2 separate regions of the Macaca mulatta genome follow, and region 2 is linked to region 1. A link is a contact called in public Hi-C data. All regions are on one chromosome and are shown on one strand. The core of a region is the stretch at or near the end of the contact, and the rest is flanking DNA. Distances in the headings are between cores, read along the strand shown. Region 1 holds the start of APPBP2 (amyloid beta precursor protein binding protein 2). Region 2 holds the start of PPM1D (protein phosphatase, Mg2+/Mn2+ dependent 1D).

Region 1 (3,471 bases), core at 425-2,924:
ATATACACAAAAGTAAATCAACGTATCAAAGGGATTAGGATAAAGGGAGCTTTTTCTCTAAATCCAAAATAATAATATGCATGACCTAAATGAATCTTCTCCAAATATTTAGGGGGGAAACCCCACTTTAATTGTTAGAACTGGTGCAAAGCAGCTGGATTTAATAGAAAGCAGTCCATCAACTGCTAATTCTGGAAAAAAAAAAAAAAACTTTCTAGGGGTGGAGAAAGCAGGCAATCTTCCCCATAAAACAATTGCCATAAAACACCGTACATACATAAGAACATACACATTTGTTAAAACGTCAGTTTACACTGTTCCAGCCAACTTACAGATCAAGAGGAAGTATTTAAGGTCAAAAAAATAAATTACATTCTACTTAGGAGTTATCGACGCAGATTCAAGACAAGGAGGGCTGAATAATAAATCCAGTGTTCACATTCAAATGTGGGGGAAAGAAAAAGGCAGGCTCTGAGTCCATAAAGTTCTCCACACTCTCAAAACACAACTAAGGACACTTACCCTTGAAACTCCTTGGAGAGTAGCTTGGGAGACTTTCTGTTCAGATTTTTGAGGGGGAGCGATTTAAGAATGCTGCAAGATTGCAACTTTCAAACACAGGAACACAATCTAAAGTATTTTTTTCTTTCAGTAAAGATCTCTCCCTGTCCTCTTCAAACAGTTGATCAGCACTCCCATTTTCACAAAATCCCTAATTCAACTTCAAGTACAGACCCCCTCCTCTCCCACAAAAAAACAAAGCTTTAAAGAACATGCAAATAAAACACACAGATCATTTCCAATAATCCCTAACTCCTTCCCAATTGGGAAAGGAGAAACGAAGGAACACGAAGCAAAAACACCAAAACACTCGGGTAAGGAAGGCGGCGAGATGAGAAAGTAGGAAGGGGTAGGGGGAGGAGCACGGAAAAAAGTCCAGCTGATGCTGACACTTGATGGAGAGGGTGGAAAATATCTTGAAGATACCGGCTAGAAGGAAAGGACTAGATGGGACAGGGGCGCGACAGAGGAAGTCCACGCAAAAGGCCTACCCAAGAGGGCCACTGTGTAGAAGGGAACACCAAAAGGGAACAAGACTCCTCAGGAAGATTTCAATGCCCCAAAGCTTAAGAGACGGCATGGGCAGATAGGGTGCTTCTCCATTGGCAACGCGGACACCACACCAGACGTTTCGGGAGGCAAGCCTGCTGCGAGGGGTGAGGGGTTAACTGCGGGGGTTCGCAGACGTGGAAGGGGGTGCGGCCCCCGGGGTTGCTGGAGGAGAGCAGAGAGGAGGCCCACGGCGCATACCTTGTAGTAAACATCAAACTGGATGTTCTCGGGCAAGGAGCGGATGTCTCGGCGGGAGCGGATGTAGTTGTCCACGACAGCGGAGATGGCGGTGTTATAGAGAGTCTCTGGGATCCACTCTAGTTCCACGGCCGCCATCTTCCTTCCCTCCTCCTCCGCCTCCTCCGCCTCCTCCTCCCGAAGGCCCGCACCTCCCTCCGTAGCGAACCCCTCTGCGGCCCCGGAGGATTCGGAGGGGCGGTGGCAGCCACGCGGGCGCACGGCAGGAGGCACGGCCGCCCTGCCTTCTCCGAGGGCAAACTGAGGGACGGCGGCAGCGGACGCAGGCCCGAGTAAAAAGTGGGACACAAAACAGGGGCCAGCCAGGCCAAAGCCTCACATTCCGGGTTTGAGAGGAACCCGGGTTCCGTCCCAGCGCCGATCTCTGCAGGGGCGGGGCTGCGTGTGCGGCGTCATGACGTAAAAGCACGCCGACGCGCCGGAGGGGAGGAATGCGGCAGGCGGAAAACTTAGGAAGAGCTGGATTCCTCCCACGGAGAGCGTGCTTTCCAAGCGGCCCCGGAGTGGAGTGGAGTGGAGTGGATAGGGGTAGACTTTTCACACGGGGACAAATTATTACAGGATATCTGCACCCCCCATTCCGAGTCACTCGGGCGCATCGGTTACTTCAGCAGGTTCTCTGCATCACGGACCCTTTTAAGGCTCAGGTAAAAGTTTGGATCCTCTCCCCACAAACGAGCAAAATTATCTGCACATTGAAAATTATGCATTGAGAAAATTCACATTACTGTAAAAATCCTTAGACTGCAGTTCCTAACCCAAGTTAAGAACCCGCGGTCCAGGAACTAGGGGTAACGATAGAAGAGACTTGTTTTTCTTTGTATAACCGTTTGCATGCACCGTTTTAACTTTTTGACCATGTTTCTTTATCCAAATAAAATTTCCGAAAAAAGAAAACTCCTGCCCTAGAACTTAGTAGGAAAACTAGCTTGATTATGGAATTACAAATAATAGTAAGAGAAAAAAGGCTAAGTGGTGGCCGTGATAGGACTTAATGGTGTTTCAATTCCCTTACAGTGGTGGCTTCAAGGGATTGTTGAATAATTGGGAGTACTTGTATCAACTTCTTTCCTTCCTCAGCCTGAACATCTGCTGTTTATGTAACTTAATTTCCTAAGTCTGCGATTTCAAGAATTTGATGCAACATCTTTCTGTTCTAGGAATTTAACATGGAAATTATTGGCCATAATGGTTGGTGACACTATCAAACTCATAGTCACTGTATAACGATGTGAGTCCTGAAAACAGCAATAATAAAAATGTCCTGGTGGATATTTAGAGCTAAAAGAAGTGGAAAGAGTTCTTTCAGTTTACCCTTCACCTGCTACTTCGGGGTTAAGTGATTAAATAATTCCACAAAAAAAATAAACAAACACTCTTAATCTTTTTCAGTCTATATAAATTCTTGTTCTATAATCTATGAACCTAGTAAAGCTGTGGATGGCCTCAAGATCAGATTGGCAGATTTAGCAAGTAAAAAAATACAAATGCCCAGTCACATCTTAATGTCATATAACCAACAAATGGTTTTGAAATGTAAGTATGTTCCATGCAATAGTTTTGCTCATGCCTTCGGAGTCACTCAAGTGTATTAGTTCATTCAGCAAATCCTTCATCACTAAGTAGACACTAGTGCTTTTGAAGCTCAGGATCCCTGCCCCACATAAAAGAATAATTATCTATTATCTCTGCAAATATTGCAGGGAACATATTTATACTAAAAACTTATTTGTAACCAGCCTGGGCAACATAGCAAGCCCCCCATCTCTACAAAAAAATTTAAAAATAGCCACGTGTGGTGGTGTGCACCTGTAGTCCTAGCTACTCAGGAGGCTGAGACAGGAGGATTACTTGAGCCCAGGATGTTGAGGCTGCAGTGAGCCACCCTGTCTCAAAAAACAACAACAACAAAAAACTTTGTTGTTCATCTGAAATTCACATTTAGCTGAACATCTGTATTTTATCTAGCAATCCTACCTGAAGGGATCCATGAATCCCCTGAAATTGAATGCACATGTTCTTGGACATTTTGGCTAAATCAGGATCTGTACTAAGGTCCTGTAAACAGGTAAAGGTGTGTCAGACACACATATTGATTGC
Region 2 (3,471 bases), core at 498-2,997, 80 kb after region 1:
AGCTGGGATTTTTTTCTTTTTCAAGCGTTTCCATGCCCTGGAACCATCTGGTCTAGTGCTTTTTGGGGTAATGAATATCTTCGATTATATTTATTTTTATTTAGTTGATCTATTCAGATTTTCTACATTTTCTTTTTTTTTTTTTTTTTTTGAGACGGAGTCTGGCTCTGTCGTCCGGGCTGGAGTGCAGTGGCCGGATCTCAGCTCACTGCAAGCTCCGCCTCGCGGATTTACGCCATTCTCCTGCCTCAGCCTCCCGAGTAGCTGGGACTACAGGCGCCCGCCACCTCGCCCGGCTCGTTTTTTGTATTTTTTAGTAGAGACGGGGTTTCACCGTGTTAGCCAGGATGGTCTCGATCTCCTGACCTCGTGATCCGCCCGTCTCGGCCTCCCAAAGTGCTGGGATTACAGGCTTGAGCCACCGCGCCCGGCCCGATTTTCTACATTTTCTTGAGCTGCTTTTTCTTATTTATATTTTTATTGGTATAAAGATCTTTTCTATTTGTATTTCTTGTGCCAACTGTATGTACATTCCCCCCATTCCCGTTTCCATACTGTTTTCAGGCCATTTGAAGTTCTCAAAGGTTGTAAAGTACAGATTGATGATGAAGTGGCCAAAAACGGGAAAAGTGAACTTTAAAGTGATTCAACTACAAAACGTATGCTGAGCAAATACTAGTGTATTCCTCGCTCTGCGGCTTAATTCCGTGAAAATCAGTGCAAAGGTTTTAGCGTTGGGATTGTGACCGACTCGGTGAAGAGACGGGACGATCACCAAACCGTTAGAGCACTAGGGCTCTTGGCAGGTTTTGTCAGTTATTTTCAAGTGATAACTTGAAGTGATACCGCAGGAATAAAATGCTGTATCCAGAGCTGGTCGGAACAAGCACTACCTTTAACAAAAGCTGAAAAGATCTGCTAAGAATTTGTTAGAATACAGCCCTCTTTCGTCTCTGACAATACCTAGTTACGTGAACCGAGACTGTGCAGCTGACGGTGGAAATTTCCCAAATGCTTTTTAAAAACAGAACTGGACTGCCTCCCTCCTCCATTCCCAGTCGGATACGTCCCACCCAGATCCAGTTTAAGGGTGCCGCACTTGTTCCGGCCAGCTCACAATCGCCCCTCGGAAGGGAGGTTTCCCGCCATTTCGCTCAGGAGGAGGGTGAACTCTTCTCCTTTCATTCTCCACTCGCTGGGGGCCCGAGTCCACACCACCTTCCCGGCAAAGGGAGCAGCGGGACGCCAAAGCCAGCAGGCCGCATTAAGAACCCTGGACTAAGCCAAAAACCTACACAGACCAAGTCGCTCGGAAAAGGATCAGCAACCGCCGACAACCCGGAGGGCGAAAAAGCCCGCGGCGTGGGTGAAGCAAATTGGTAGGTGCGCGGGCCCAGCGCCAGCAGCGGGAGGAGGGAGCGCGGCTGTCGCGGGCGGGAGCGAAGGCGGGGACGGAGGGCGGGCTCGCTCCACTCGACTCCGGATTGGTCGGGCTCAGAGAGCCGGGTGACGTCAGCGGGGGAGAACGCCTGATTTGTGTGGTGGGCGCGGACGGGCGGGGGAAGCACAGTGCGCAGGCGCAACTGCTTGGCTTTGCTCTCTCCGGCGCTCCGGCCCAGCTCTCGCGGACAAGTCCAGACATCGCGCGCCCCCCCTCTCCGGGACCGCCCCCTCCCCCCTCTCGGCGTCGTCGAAGATAAACAATAGTTGGCCGGCGAGCGCCTAGTGTGTCTCCCGCCGCCGGATTCGGCGGGCTGCGTGGGACCGGCGGGATCCCGGCCAGCCGGCCATGGCGGGGCTGTACTCGCTGGGAGTGAGCGTCTTCTCCGACCAGGGCGGGAGGAAGTACATGGAGGACGTTACTCAGATCGTTGTGGAGCCTGAACCGACGGCTGAAGAAAAGCCCTCGCCGCGGCGGTCGCTGTCTCAGCCGTTGTCTCTGCGGCCGTCGCCGCCCGCCCCTGCCGGCGGCGAAGTCTCGGGGAAAGGCCCAGCGGTGGCAGCCCGAGAGGCTCGCGACCCTCCCCCGGACGCCGGGGCCTCGCCTGCACCCAGCCGCTGCTGCCGCCGCCGTTCCTCCGTGGCCTTTTTCGCCGTGTGCGACGGGCACGGCGGGCGGGAGGCGGCACAGTTTGCCCGGGAGCACTTGTGGGGTTTTATCAAGAAGCAGAAGGGTTTCACCTCATCCGAGCCGGCTAAGGTTTGCGCTGCCATCCGCAAAGGCTTTCTCGCTTGTCACCTCGCCATGTGGAAGAAACTGGGTACGTTCCCTGGCTTGTTTGGCGCCCGCCGCTTTTTCAGGCAGTTCAGGGCTTTTATGGCACTAGCCCCGCGTGGGCCCCCGGCACCCAGAGCGCAACCAAAGTGTACATTGATGGAAGTTACCAAACGGTGGAATAGCGCTTTGCTGGGTGGAGGTCCGGGCAAACCAAGTGGCCTTGGGGAAGATAGGATTGCTGTCTCCCTGCAACCTCTTCTTGCTTTATTTCCATCCTCCAAGGATCAATGGGAAGCAGCCCTCTCCCTTCCCTGCTTCACTGTGGTGGCAACCAATGAAAACGTGTTTGAAACCTGGCGCCAGATTTTGGCCAAAAGATAAATCGGTGTTGCACCTGGGCCAGGCGAAGGAAAAATTGTAGTGTTTCCTTAGAGAATCTGTCATAATTCTGCTCCTGAAAGTCTTGTCCCTCTCGGTTGCCGCCTACCGGTGGTGTCAGTTCTCCAGATTGACCCGGGATTGCTGGGGCTGGTTGCTGGAGTAAAGCGTAAGCTAGTTTAGAAGGGCTGAAATGTAACCATCCGGCATCTTAAAGTTTTGGAAGGAATTCCGTTGTAATGATGGTGAGATGTTTTTAGGATTATAAACGTGTACTGCTTATGAAAAATAAAAACGCGGAACGTGTTGTTACCTCTTAAACTGGCCCCGTGTTAAGGGTGTGCCTTAAATTGTGCTTGGGCTTTCTTTTTGCAGATTGCCTTAGCTGATTGCTTTCAGGTAGTTTTCAACAGTGCCTAGTTTAAATAGTACTTACAAATTGTAAATGCCCATCAAAATAGGAAAAGGCAAGGAATTACTGTGTGCTAGAAGGAAATAAAGGTCTTAAATGTCTAAAAATTTCGGTGGAGCTGTAGTTTCATCTAAGTTTTAAATGTTTGTAAAGCAGGCAGGATTTCTGTGCCCGACATATACAGAATAATCTTACAGGATTATAATTGCTTATCTGTTGCAGTGAATAAATGGCATGCATCTTTGTTAGAGCAAAGAAGACAATACTCTCCAGTGGTGGGGGAAAAAACCTTGTTTATGGCAGCATAATAAAGTTGCTTTATTTTCAGCAGAGGGATAGAGACATAGAGGAAAGAGTTAGATTTAGCAAATACAGAACATTTTTAGAAAGGTATTGTCATAGAGTTGTAGATTTAGCCGGTTACAAAGTCTGTTTTCCATTTGCTTGGCTTTCTGCCAAGAAT

The links. Hi-C and Micro-C count contacts between places; a contact is called where the count stands out from the background.
Region 2: a Hi-C map of fetal cortex germinal zone shows a contact between it and region 1, with 1.9 times the contacts expected there. The contact joins the promoter of PPM1D here to the promoter of APPBP2 in region 1. A contact is called at or near these places in 2 of 14 Hi-C or Micro-C datasets (cortical neurons and fetal cortex germinal zone).

Annotation. Positions count from the first base shown.
Region 1 is chr16:48,252,686-48,256,156 of T2T-MMU8v2.0, forward strand. It overlaps APPBP2 (amyloid beta precursor protein binding protein 2), which reads right to left and starts at 1,675. Exons shown (of 13, transcript NM_001261507.1): 1 at 1,312-1,675. The coding sequence starts at 1,449. LOC144335461 (a long non-coding RNA gene) reads left to right here. Exons shown (of 2, transcript XR_013406343.1): 2 at 1-1,701. It overlaps LOC144335477 (a long non-coding RNA gene), which reads left to right and starts at 1,881. Exons shown (of 2, transcript XR_013406359.1): 1 at 1,881-2,018; 2 at 2,532-2,658.
Region 2 is chr16:48,332,433-48,335,903 of T2T-MMU8v2.0, forward strand. It overlaps PPM1D (protein phosphatase, Mg2+/Mn2+ dependent 1D), which reads left to right and starts at 1,748. Exons shown (of 6, transcript NM_001260836.2): 1 at 1,748-2,261. The coding sequence starts at 1,790.